Regions from separate parts of the Mus musculus genome. Here region 2 is linked to region 1. The links are chromatin contacts, called in public HiChIP or PLAC-seq maps. All regions are on one chromosome and are shown on one strand. Each heading gives the region's core, a stretch centred on a gene start, on an enhancer-like site or on the middle of the called end of the contact. The rest is flanking DNA. Distances are from core to core; before and after follow the strand shown.

The links. HiChIP or PLAC-seq counts read pairs in DNA pulled down with a chosen protein or histone mark.
Region 2: a contact with region 1 is called in an H3K27ac HiChIP or PLAC-seq map of embryonic stem cells, with 67 read pairs. The contact joins the promoter of Vwa3b here to the enhancer-like site in region 1. A contact is called at or near these places in 8 of 39 promoter capture datasets (embryonic stem cells, hematopoietic stem and progenitor cells, hippocampal neurons and 3 more), 1 of 15 datasets of contacts at CTCF or cohesin (CD8 T cells), 9 of 484 Hi-C or Micro-C datasets (embryonic stem cells, liver and uterus), 8 of 115 datasets of contacts at active chromatin or transcription factors (CD8 T cells, bone marrow-derived macrophages, double positive thymocytes and 2 more) and 4 of 9 other capture datasets (adipose tissue, liver, macrophages and 1 more).

Annotation. Positions count from the first base shown.
Region 1 is chr1:36,984,268-36,990,369 of GRCm38.p6, forward strand. No RefSeq gene overlaps it. Among named protein-coding and RNA genes, the nearest start is that of Vwa3b, 42 kb to the right of the region's middle. Within about 2 kb of position 3,109, at least 51 of the 459 cell types and tissues checked have an H3K27ac peak or open chromatin away from gene starts, as enhancers often do. A contact at or near this core is called in adipose tissue, embryonic stem cells, macrophages and 1 more, where this site is marked.
Region 2 is chr1:37,026,309-37,032,976 of GRCm38.p6, forward strand. It overlaps Vwa3b (von Willebrand factor A domain containing 3B), which reads left to right and starts at 3,005. Exons shown (of 28, transcript NM_001370828.1): 1 at 3,005-3,120.

The DNA.
Region 1 (6,102 bases), core at 1,859-4,358:
AAGGACCAGTTGTATTAGGTTCCAGCCAATAAACCTATTGTAAATTGACAATATCTGCAGAGTGTACCCGGGTATTGGGAATGAACATACCTTCTGCTCATGTTCAGGGAGGGGCACATAACTTACCTACAGCTGGGTTTGGGGTGTGTGTGTGTGATATGTCCTGTGCTTATAGAACTGGAAGGGTACTGCAGTGCTTGCCTTCCTCGGCTGCCTCTGTCTTAGAATAACAGCTTGGTAAGATGCCATTATGAACACGCTAGGTTTCACACCCGGAAAAACAGCTGAGGTGCCTATTCAACATATCAAAGCAGACCCACAGCCTCATTCTCCCTGCTCGCCGGTCTCTTACTCATTATGGGATCCTCCTGGCTTGCATAGCCTGTCCCCCACCATGAGCTCTCCAGCCTAAAAGTCTGGCTTCCCTTCCCTCTATAATCCAGAAATTTTGGCTACCCTCCCCCGTTTTGTACCTTGGGCTTTCTGGCTGCTGCACCTGGTCCTCCTGTTGCTCAGCCCAGCTCCCTCCTCCTTCCTCACACGCTCAGGGTCCTGATGACTGCAGACTCTCCCAGATGTCTGACTCTGGCTGTGTTCTCCCTTTTATCTCCAAGAAACTTTCTCCTCTCCTCTCTTCTTTCCTTCTCATCCCTTCCCTTCTCTTCCTTCCTTCCTTCCTTCCTTCCTTCCTTCCTTTCTTTTTTTTTCATTCAAGAAGATCTCCTGGCCTGGGCATAGTGGCTTGCATCTGTAATCCCAGGACCCAGCAGGCAGAAGCAAGAGGATTCTGAGTTCCAGGTGAGACAGGGCCATAGCATAGAGACATCGTCAAAGCTAACCAATTTTGCCCAGTTCCCCACTGCTGCTGCTTCTGGTGCTCTGAGTCCCTCCTCACAAGAGGCAGGGGCTCTTCCCTCTCACTGTGTGTGACGGCTCAGGAAGATAAAAAAATGTCCCAAGGTCTCTTTAGGTTCTCGACACCATCTTTATCCTATCACGCTTCATTCCTATCCTGCTGCATGTTCTTGTAAACTTTCTCAGATCTTTGAGGAATAAAATGAAGTACAGGCCAAATTAAATAAGTGCTAATTCTTTGTCATGGTTTGGTGGGTTAATTACATAGCAGCATGGGGGGGGGCTGTAAGTTTCAGAGCCTCAGTGTCTCTGTGACATCTCCTCCAAGTGGCCCTCCATCATCATCCCTCAAACTTTACTTCTGCCTTTGAGAAGCTGAGTCCGAGAAGTCACAGGATCCTGGACTCACCATGTGGCCCTGTGGCTTCCTGTCAGTCCTCTCTAGGCTGAGGACTCCTTGGTGGCAGGGCCCTGGCCACCTTCACTCTTTATGCTCACTGGCATCTAATTCGGAACTTTGTCCTGGGGATTATTCAACAACATTCATGGTGGCAGATAGGAGGAACTTTGAGAAAGCCACCGCAGCAAACAGGCAGTTAGCCTATCTAAGGAAGGTTCCAGAACTGCTAGCACATGCTGCCGTTGAATGAACTAAAGGTAACCGTTCAGCTTCTTGGCGCCACTCTCTACATTTCTAGCACCGAATGAGCAGCTTCCAATAGAACGCTAGAAACAAACAACACAGATAAAGACCCAGCATCCCTCAGTCTCTTCCTGTTACAGGATCCTCCGGGCTTGCACAGTCCTGCTGTGCACCACTAGGCAATACACCGGAGAGGCTCTAGTGATTGTTACTAAGTCTCCTTAGCATAGCCCTATTGTGGCAATGCTAATGAGATTTAACCCTGAAACAAAGAAAGTCATTTGTGTGTCAAGTTGAAAGTGAGTGCTCCTCAGCAAAGCGATTGATAGACCTGATTCTTCCGCCCAGATCCTTTTTGTTTGGTTTCAGACCCCCGACCCCCCAAGGGACGGAAGCACATGTTTTACATATCAAAGCTGACCTGGCCTCCAGGTTCTCCCAGCATCCCACAGTCCTTACCTGGCACACCTTGACTCCAACCCTGAACTTTCCAGTCCCCCTCAATCCCCCCAGGCTCTTCCCTATATAAGCCAGACATTTTGGTCTTCCTCTCTCTCTTTCCCGCCCCCCCCCCCCCCCCCGTTACTTCCTAGCCCTTGTCTTTGGGGCCAGTGAACTCGTCTGAAAGCAGCTTCCCAATAAACCTGCCTTTAATATAATCTGATCTGGCTTGAATTGGCTCATTCTGCTGATGGAGAAATAATCTATCACTTTTGTATGTGATTCCTCCGCCTGGAACATTCTCGAAGTCCTGACGTCTTAGCCTTTTCTTATGAATAGATACATACGCCTCAACATGCATAACAAACAACTCCCCTCTTCTCTCTTCAGTTGGGGGGAGGATGTAGGAGCTGTTTTCTCACTCACTGGATCCTGATATTACCCTGTAGTGCCAGGATTGACAACTGACTAATGTGTCGTTTTCCTCCTCTTCTTTTTAAGTTATTTTTATTTGATGTGTATGGGTATTTTGATCCTGTATGTCTGCACCGTGTATGTGTGTACAGTGGCAAAGGCCCAAAGAGGGCATAGGACCCTCTGAAGACAGAGTTACAGGAGGTTGTGAGCTGTCATGTGGGTGCTGAGGACCAACCCTGTTGAGACAGGGTTTCACAGAGGCCAGGCTGGCTCCCCCACATCTTGCCTTCATGTCACTGTGAAGACCGACGTTGTCTGGGCCCTTTTTCTCTCAGCCCCGCCTTTCCTATTGTTAGGACTCGGGAATCTTGAGCTTGCTCGTTCTTCCGTTCTTCCGTTCGCAATGGACTCCTTGGTTTTGTAACTCAGAGTGTGTCTTTGTTGTGAGGAATTCTCCTTCTTTTGTCCTTGCTGATCATGTCTGGAGCCTGGCCACTCTCTCTTGTTTCTCCAGAGGCTGCCCTGACTTTTATTCCCCAAGGGATGCCCTTCCTCTTCTGTTTCGATTTGGGGTTACAGATAACTTTTCATTTCTTTGAAGACAGAGTCCTGTTCCTGTTCTCAGTCTCCTTCTTGCTTTGGGGTGATTTCTCAGATAAAAGGGAAACCGCCCTCTTCAAATCACAGTTTCAAAACCAGAAGTGCCCAGAAATGCTTTGCATACCCTGGGAGCTTCACTTTCTGGTGGCTGCTTGTTAAGTCCTAAGTAGGGAACTGAATGTGGGCGGAGAGTCCGGACTTTTCTGGTGCTACCAATGCTCGCACTGCAATTAAAGTGAGGATTATCAGATGCTGTCTCTGCGGATGGCAAAGCTGGCCTATGTGGAGGCCATGATGACACAACACAGCCTGTTCCTCTGCCTGGTGGCTGAAAAAGGTCATACATTTCATATGCCTCCACAAGGCAAAAATGTAAACAAACAAAAACCACTATAAGGCCATTTTGGCTGGGCTACAGCAGGCTGGAGAGCTATGGTGGAGTAGAGAGATAGCTTTACATGTTGCCTTGACACAGTCGGGGGTCTTCTGAGAGGGACTCACAGGGGGGGACTGTCTAGATTAGCTTGGCTTATGGACATGTCTGTGAGGAATTTTCTTAATTGAGGTAACTGAGGTACGAAAGAACCACAAGAACCATTTCCAGGACTGGGCCTTAGACTGAATAAAGAGGAGAGAACCCTTTGAGGGGAAGAATTCTTGCATTTAGTCTCTGTCTTGACTTGGATGTGGTTAATTGTGTCAGCTGCTTTGGCTTTCCTGTTGTGATGGACCGTGATCTGGAATTGTAAACCAAATGAACCTTTCTCCTCTAAATGGCTTCTTGTCCTTGTAACTAACTGGAAAGGAAACAAAGAGAAGCATCAAGTTTTGCAGGGGCTGACTTTTTCAAAATAAGTGAAAACAATGTCTTTATTTGTGTCGTTATAACAAAACACCTGAAATAAAGAGGGTTAGTCCACACACAGCTTCAGGGCTTAAACTCCAGTATTGCTTAGTCCATCTGTTTGTCCACTCTCTAAGTCACAGCCACACTGGCTGGTCTCCCCTTACATAGAAAAAGCTCATGCCAGAGGGCTGAGTGCAGCATGTAGAAGAGGAAGATGCTTGTGGGAGAGATCGCATGGCAAACACGCAAGAGGGCCAGAGGAGCAAGGCAAAGTCACTGGGTAACAAGCCACTCTCACTGTGACTAATTGAGTCCCAAGAGAGCAATCACACTCCCCAGAGACTTAACTCATTCGGTCCTTTAAGCCACCTTTGTCACCATCGAGAAGTCAAACCATAGTGGGAATCAAATACCAAATAGCCCAGCTAGGGAGGAAAACAGCACCCCGTGGTCTCTTACAGTCATCCGTGAGTGAAGAAAAGAAATAAAAAGGGAAGGACATGACTGTTCCTACGCATGGTGGAGGAGAAGTTTATTATAGATGTGGGTGGGATTGCCAGGAGAGCAAAGCCAGAGACAGTCACGTCTGGGAGAGTCCAGAGTGGTTATGACCCTGAACCAATGGGTAGGGGTGGGGAGTAGGGGGAAGTAACCAAGTACCACAGCCAGGAGGTCAAAGGTGTGAACAGTGCAGAAAGGAAAGGGGAGAGTAACCAAAAATGCCTGGATTATATAGGGAAGAGCCTCTGGGGGAAGGCAGCACGGCCGCTAGGCTGTACAGTTCAGGGTAGAGGACGGGGTATGCCAGCTGTATCCTGTAACAGGTAGGGACTGAGGGATGCTGGGAGAACCAGCTCTGCTTTGCCGTGTAAAGTAGACACTTCAGCCAACTGTCCCAGGTTTGAAGCTTAACAACTGGCTCCCAACATCATTTCATTGAGGACTAAGCTGCAACATGCATGATTTACATTTTTTAAAAATATTTTTATTATTGCAAGGAATAGTTGGCTCACAGAAAATGAACTCAATGGTACTTGGAGCGCTTTTTGTTTCATTTTGCTTTTTTTTTTTTTTCTTTATCAGTCTTTGGCTGGTTTGTTTTGATTTTCTTTGTGTGTGTGTGTGTGTGTGTGTGTTTCTTTCTTTCTTTCTTTCTTTCTTTCTTTAGGAGAGAGAAAAAACATGAAGTTGGGTAGAGAGGGAGAGGGGAGGATCTGGGAGGAGTTGGGGATGGAAAACATGACCAGAATGTATTGCATAATTTGTTTTTCAATAAAAATAACTGTGTTATTAAAATTTAAAAAAAAAGCAAAGGGCATGACTTGGTTCTAGGTGTGGCAAAGGAGAAAGTTTATTATAGATAACAAAGCCAGGGATAGGGACATCTGGGACATTTCAGAGTGAGCCCGACCCTGAAGCAAGTGAGGAGAGCCAAGGAGTGGGAGACAGGGAACCAGGTACAGCGGCCAAGGGGGCAAAAGGGTTAAAAAAAAAAAGCATGGGTAATTGAAATGTCTGGATTGTATAGGGAAGAGAGTTTGGGGATAGAGGGCCAGGTATGGCAGCTGTACCCGGTAACAGGTTGGGACTGAGGGATGCTGGGAGAACCTGGAAGTTAGGTCTGCTTTTGACGTGTGAGGTAAATACCTCAGCTGTTTGCTCTGGGTTTGAGACTTCACAGGTTTTTTGTTTTTTGTTTGTTTGTTTGCTTGCTTTTTGAGACAGGGTTTCTCTGTATAGCCCAGGCAGAACTCACAGAAATCTGCCTGCCTCTGCCTCCGAAGTGCTAGCATTAAAGGCATGCACTACCACGCCCGGCGAGATTTCACAGTTCTTCTCATTATTATAAATACAGGTAGGCAATGAACAGCTATCAAGGGATCGAGTAATAGCTCAAGATGGCTTCTGGGTCCTACTAACAAGGAAGCCTGGATCAACAGCTCATTTTCTGATGAGGATATAGGCCATGTTGGATTAGGAAGGATGCCTTTCCAGGACAGATTCCCACTCACTAATTAGATCTACTATGATGGTACATCCAAATGAAATCACATCCTACAGCAGAAGGAGTCAGAATCAACTAATCACTCTTAAAGGACACAGTTCAACTAGATACTAGAGACAGGCCTGGAGCAGGCTCTAGGTTGAGGAAGGGCTCCCTGGGTCTAAAGTCCCTGCATAAATGCAGGCGGTTATACTACAAGTTCAGCCAGCTGCCAGCTAGAACTGGGCTGGTGGAGTGGATGGCCCCGGACTGTTTGTGAGACGAGAATGCAATGACCTGGCACTCAAGTGTCAT
Region 2 (6,668 bases), core at 1,755-4,254, 42 kb after region 1:
GCCTGATTAAGGCATCTTTATTTAGAGGTGGGGATCTCTAAGGGCCAGTCTCTCTTAGAGGACTGGGATTGGAGGCAGCAGGTAAAAAGGACGACCTGAAAGAGGAATCTGGACTTCGAATGTACACTCCACAGGTTAGGCACCGCATTATTTCAGGATAGGAATATTATGACAGAGGCCAATGGCCGGTTGAAAGCAGGCCACCAGTTATTTGTCAAAATGTGAGTTGAATACATCTGTCAAAGGTCAGAGCAATGCTGTTGAAGGAATATCTTGTCCCAGTAAACAAAAGTGACATGGCCCATCTGCAGCAAGCCAGAGTATAGCCCTCAACTCAGTAAGTACCTTAAAATAGTCTTGAACAGTTACACCTTTGGCTGTCTATAATTTGAATGATTTCTAAAGGGTTTTTTTTTTCAGAGATTTATCTATTTATTTTATGTATATGAGCACACTGTAGCTGTCTTCAGACACACCAGAAGAGAGCATCAGATTTCATTATAGATGGTTGTGACCACCATGTGGTTGTTGGGAATTGAACTCAGGACCTCTGGAAGAGCAAGTGCTCTTAACTGCTGAGCCACCTCTCTGGCCCTCTAATGTTGTTGTTGTTTTGATTAGCATGTGTGTTATAGTCATGTTAATCTAAGGGGCCCCGGTTGACCACAGTGACTGTGGCAAATGTCCCAGGAAGGAGAGCGAGCGTGGGTGGAGGTAAAGTCAGAGTGCTTAGTGAGAGTGCTGAGAGAGTACAGTGGACTCTCTGTCCTTTGTCACCAGCATGGCCCAGGAATATTGGTTTGGCAGGGTGTGGGCAGCAGGATGATTGTGGTTTTGGTAAGTGTGGCTGGTTTAAGTTGTTTGGCTTTGGAATTTTAACGTTGGTGGTGTGAATCGAAGCTGCTCTCTGTATCGCCAAAGCTGTGCATTCAAACAACTCTACAGAATGATTTATGATTAAGGATCGAACCTTCAGTACTTTTAAAAATCACTAAGGCAACAAAGGAATGAAGAAAAATTAATCCCTGAGGATACAGTAGACTTCTCTGTTGAAGAGAGAATTGTTTCTAATGTTAGTTATTTTTTTTTAAATTAGATCTTTGACTCAAACACTATGAGAAAACAAAAGAAATGGAGCCATTGGTGTGGCTTGACAGGTAAAGGTGCTATCAAACTTGACAACCTGAGTTCAACACCCCCTATCCTACTCCCTGGAAACCATGTGGTAGAATAAGAGAGTCAGTTCCCACAAGATTTCTCTGACTTCCACCCACCACACACATGTGCAGACACACACACACACACACACAAACATGTATATATGTTTACAAAAACTCAAGGCCAGCTCTTCAATTTAAAAATATAAAACACAATTTAATATTCAAACATTAAGGCAAAACTTGGCTTATAGAATCTTTTTTTGGGGGGGAGGGGAGGGTTATTTGGCTTACACTTCCAGATCATACTACATCACTGGAGGAAGTCAGGACAGGAACTCAAGCAGGTCTGGAAGCTGGAGGCAGGAGCCGATGCAAAGGCAGGAGCTGATGCAGAGGCCACGGAAGGATGCTGCTTATTGGTTTGCTTCATGTGGCTTACTCTAGACTCTTTTAAAAAAAAGATTTATTTATTTATTTATTTATTTATTATGTACACAGTGTTCTGCCTGCACTTCAGAAGAGGGCATCAGATCTCATTATAGATGTTAGCCACCATGTGGGTGCTGGAAATCGAACTCGGGACCTTTGAAAAAATAATCAGTGCTCTCAACCTCTGAGCCATCTCTCCAGCCCTTATAGAATCTTTTACTTATAGATTTTCATAAGCACATTTTTGTGTGAGTGTGATTGCTTGAAGAATGGCAGGTTTGCATTTTGAGCCATCTGTATGCTTGTAAGGCAAGACTAAATAAGCATTAGGTAGAGTGCAGTACCGAATCCCTATAGGAGTACTACCTGTAGATTTGCAAAAACCACAGCTCTCAGCTTAGAGGGTATAAGCAAGCCTGTTCTGGAGCCATTTTGAATAGCTGTGGCCCTGTACAACACAGATTTAGTTTACCCCAAACTCCATGTTCCAACGTGGAAGCAGTTTCATGAACTTTTCATAGAACAAAGAAAGTCACAAATCATGATAAATTTAAAGTACCTTGGAGGGCACACCAGAGAAGCAGGCACGGTGAGAGTGGGGAAAGCTTTTCAAGATGCTGTGGGACATTCTTAGCCTTTGGATTGGTGGAGGCTAGTTGTCCGTCTATCTTTTAGTCACAAGAGGTTAGTTTGGTCACAGAAGTGGGCAAGGAATGGCTCTCCAAGAGGGGTTAGAACTGGCCCAAGATAAGGCAATTAGCCTTCAGAACAGCAACATTCTAACCTCTCTGCAGAACTGAAATTCTAATCAGTCAAAATCAGTCTCTGCGGACACAGCTTCCCTCCCCCCTCCTCTCCAGGAGGTTTTATTCACAATCTTTTTTTTTTTTTTTTTTTTTTTTTTTTTTTGATCCTGGCAGCTCTTGTGTCCAAAGTTACAATCTGGCAAAACTGTGAACGCTCATCTGACCACCCCTTCTAGCTGAGCACCTGTAACGAACCGCTCCAACTCTAGGTTTCCTTCCCTTAAAGACGCAATGAAGAAAGGATCTCTTTATAATACCGAGGGAGAAATCAAAACAAAAGGCGCGGGCTGCGGTAATCTGCCGGAAGTAAATCGAGAGAACAGGCTTCCTTCAGCGGGCAGTCGTCTGCTTTTCTGCCCATCTGAATATTTGTTAACCTAATCTCTAATATTTGCCGCTGTCAACTTTCCCAGGGTCAGGCGCAGAGGACGAGCCTTAGGCTGCTCTCTTTCCGGGTGGACCAAATTGGTTTTGCAACACCAACATCCAGTTTCTTCGCAGTCCCCATCATCTCTTTACTCCCTCTGAGGGGCTCATTGGTGGGCGGGGCCGGATCCCGAGCCACGCTGTGATTGGCGGTGTCTTAGCAACTGCAGCGATGTGGTTGTCAACAGAAACTGGACTCCCGCAACTCTGTGCCCGAGGCGGGGACCCTTCGCCAGCATCAGGGGGAGTCACAGCCTTGTCCAGCAGTGGGATGCTGGCCGCGCCCACCTCCTGCTCTGGTTAGTGAGGCCCTGGAGGGTGGGAGGGTCGCTGACGCACGCAAGCCGCCTGGCCTCGCAACTGACAGATTACTTACTAAGTGGGGGATACCATCCTTCTAGACCAGATCTTCCAGGTTTCCAACTGGTTGTGTGAGGGAAAAAACAAGTTTGTAATTTCCGAGCTGGACCTCGCTTCTGCTGGGAAAGGGCAGTGGCCAGGCCGCACCCACTTGAGAGCTGGATTTCAGAGTCAAAGTCGCAGACGTGTGCGAGCCCTTCTTACCCAGGGCTCTCCCCCCACCCCCACTCTTTGCAGAAGCTCAGCTCCCTAATGCTTGTCTATCCAGAGGCCAAAGTTAGTCAGAGGACATAGCATACTGATCAGTATATTAGAAACTCATTTCTGAGAAGCAATGATCAAAACTTAACAATCCAAACTCAAAGCGATCTTCTTGAGTGAAAGGTTTGAGTCTGGAGAAAGCCTCTGCTTGCCTCTTGGTTTTTGGGGGCATTCACATCACTTTCACTTTCTAATATGGACTTTTAACCTCATGTAGTTGTTCTTCTAATCTTCTCAGAAGTTCTCCATTTCTTTTCTTCTCGGCGATGACCTAACAGCCCCACCCCCACCCCACGAGCCCAGTTTTCAATTCTTGGTCCTGTTCTCAACAGTGTGTCCCACAGACCATTTCAATCCCTTAACCCTGCCCACGTTTATCTGAGGCGATGCTCTTAGCCTAGCTTTGCCTTTTAAGGATAGAAAGAATAAGACTGTTAAGAATTGTAACAGGATACATCAGGGAACTTCATCCCAGCTTCCTTTCTTCCCAGAAGAATCAGAGTTCAGAACTCCCACAACATACCTCCCCATCTCCTACCCCTCCATACTACTCCCTCCCTCCCTCCCCCATGCACAGATTTCTTTTTTTAGAAACTAGCAAGGATGAAGATTGGAGGTGTTGATCATACGTTTACCAAGGATCCAAATTGAATTAATAGAGTCTAAGTTAGACTCTGGTCCAGGGCTTGTAAGAACAGTGACTGGATTGTTCTTGGCTTCTCACTATGGGCAGGTGCATAGCAGCCGACAAAGAAGGGCTCTTAGCGTGATCCCAGTCCTCCTGCCTCAGTTTCCTAAGTGTTGGGATGAAAGGTCTTATCCATCTTAATCTTCCTGCTGTCCTGGGAGCTTTGCCTGTCCCTGGCACTCAATGGCTCGATGGACAACTCCAAGTTTTTAGGACTGCGGACAACCAGAGGTGGTGGTATATATACTTGTAATCCCAGCACTCAGGAGGCTGCAGCAAAGAATGCCACAAGGTCAAGCCTGGTCTGAGCTATGTAGTCAGACTCTGTCTCAAAATACCAAAACCCAAACCAAAACAAAAACCTTACCACTGGTAACATTATTGCACACTATAAAGCAGACCTTGCCAGTATGTATCCTCTCTGCCTCAGAGGAAACTCCCAAGTAACCACAGAAAATAGATAGCATAGCCACACCCAGAAAACAATGTGTCTTGTGTTTAAAAGGATAGCTACTTCCTGATCATAACTTTTCTAGGACCCGATCTTTGCCTTGTTTGAGAACAATCAGGATTTTCTCAGCTGCTATGAGTGGCTGATTTAATCCATCTCAATAGTATAGGTAGTGCCTGTTATACAGTAATGTGGCGGGGGCATTCATGTAGTTTGTCCTGGTAGCAACCAAACTTCTGCTTAGTCTAGAGAGGACAGACCTGGGTCTGAGGCTACAAGGATGAAGCCTCAAAGCAAAAAGTAGGCTTTGGTGGCTGGGGAGACACTCAAGGTTAAAAAGAGTAGCTGTGCTTCCAGAGGGCCCAATTTTGGTTCTCTGTTTGTAATTCCAACTCCAGAGAGTCCAAGGGATGCTGCACACATATGGCAAAAAGACAGACATACAGACACAAATGCAAACTTTTCAAAAGGTAGAGTTGCTCAGGTAGCTTTAGAGGGTTAGTGAAGGGAGACAGTCTCCACACAGGCATCGAAGTCTCCAATCCTCAGGCTTCCTAGCTCTTCATTCCCTGCTGGGAGACACATTTTCTCCATTTCTTTCCTCTTATTCTCTGGCTGCAGCTTCACTTTCTAAGTATCCTCAGGCTATAAACCCCCAAGGCAAAGATCTGAATTTGAATGACTCAGACATCCTCTCAGATCTGATAAAGCCAGTCTCATCTTAAAAATTAACTTTAAAAAAGTCACCCAAGTCCCCATAGAGGCTGGGACTTGTGTTGTCACAAAGTTGGAGAATTCAATTGCTTTGTAAAGGATCCAAGCATGTGTCCATTTCAATTTAACTGAAAATGTAAGCAAATTAAAGAATGTTTTTCTTTGGCTTGAAAGCCAAAGGCATGAGTCTTCTAACCAGTCTTTACGGTTATGAAAGTCTGTGAGAAAACCTTACTAGGGAAGTTTGTATAAAAACCTCCCCTTTAAAAATCTAAAGCAAGTAAATACCCCCAGCGAGAAGAATGGAGGAGGTATGCTTGTGGGAAGAGAGAGATTAGCCAGGTTATTTTTCTTAGCTTCTCTTGTTTCTATAGGAACAACAGAGGCCAGATCTTGCTACTGTCTCCGTAGACAGATCTCTAAAAGCAGGATAAGCCATATTTGTCTGCTCTCTGATATGTTCTAAACTTCACAGTCCAGTAGAATTGGATATTAGGGCTTAGAAAAATTCTTGGAGGGGTGGGGAAGGGTCAGTTAGTAGAGTACCTGCTGTTGGAACATAAGCATCCAAGTTTACATCCTCGGCACCTGTGTAAAGAGCTATGCGAAGTGGCACCACCTGCAATGCCAGCCTTGTGTGGCAGATACAGGAGGCTTCCTGTAGTGCCGTGGCTAGCTAGTTTAGCCAGCCAGTGAGCTCCAGGCTTAATGAGAGATCCTGTCTCAAACAGTAAGGTTGAGAGTGACTTGTGAAGCCACCAGCTTTGGCCTCTGGTCTCCATATGCACACACAAACAAACACACACACATTCACACTCACACACACTCATACACACACACACACACACACACACTCACACTCACATGCATATGTATATACCAATACATCGTGCACACACATGCACACAAAAATGTGCTTGGAGTACATTTGTTCTTGGCAGCAGCCTCTGGCAGATATGTCGTCATACAGGTGTGTTAGTCTAGAGGGGTGAAGTCAGTTCCTATAGTAGCAGGACAGCGGAAGTTTGTTAGGGATTTTTTGTTGTTGTTTTGAGTTTTGTTTTTCTGAAACACAGTCTCACCGTGTATCTCAGATGGCCCCCCAATTCTCAATCCTCCTGCCTCAGTCTCCTGAGTGCTGACATTATAGGCATGTAACATCACTCCTGTCTCACACTGAACTCGATTTTTATGTTTCCCCCAATCATGATGCTCTTCAAATCACCTTGTCACATACTCATCAAAATGAGCCTTGTAACCAACCTTGTTGTCATGAGGGCAGAGTGTCTCCAACCCTATGGATTTGTAGACCTTTGGAAGTGACCCTCAGTGGACAGTACAGGTTCCCAAAACCATCAACATGGAATCATTAT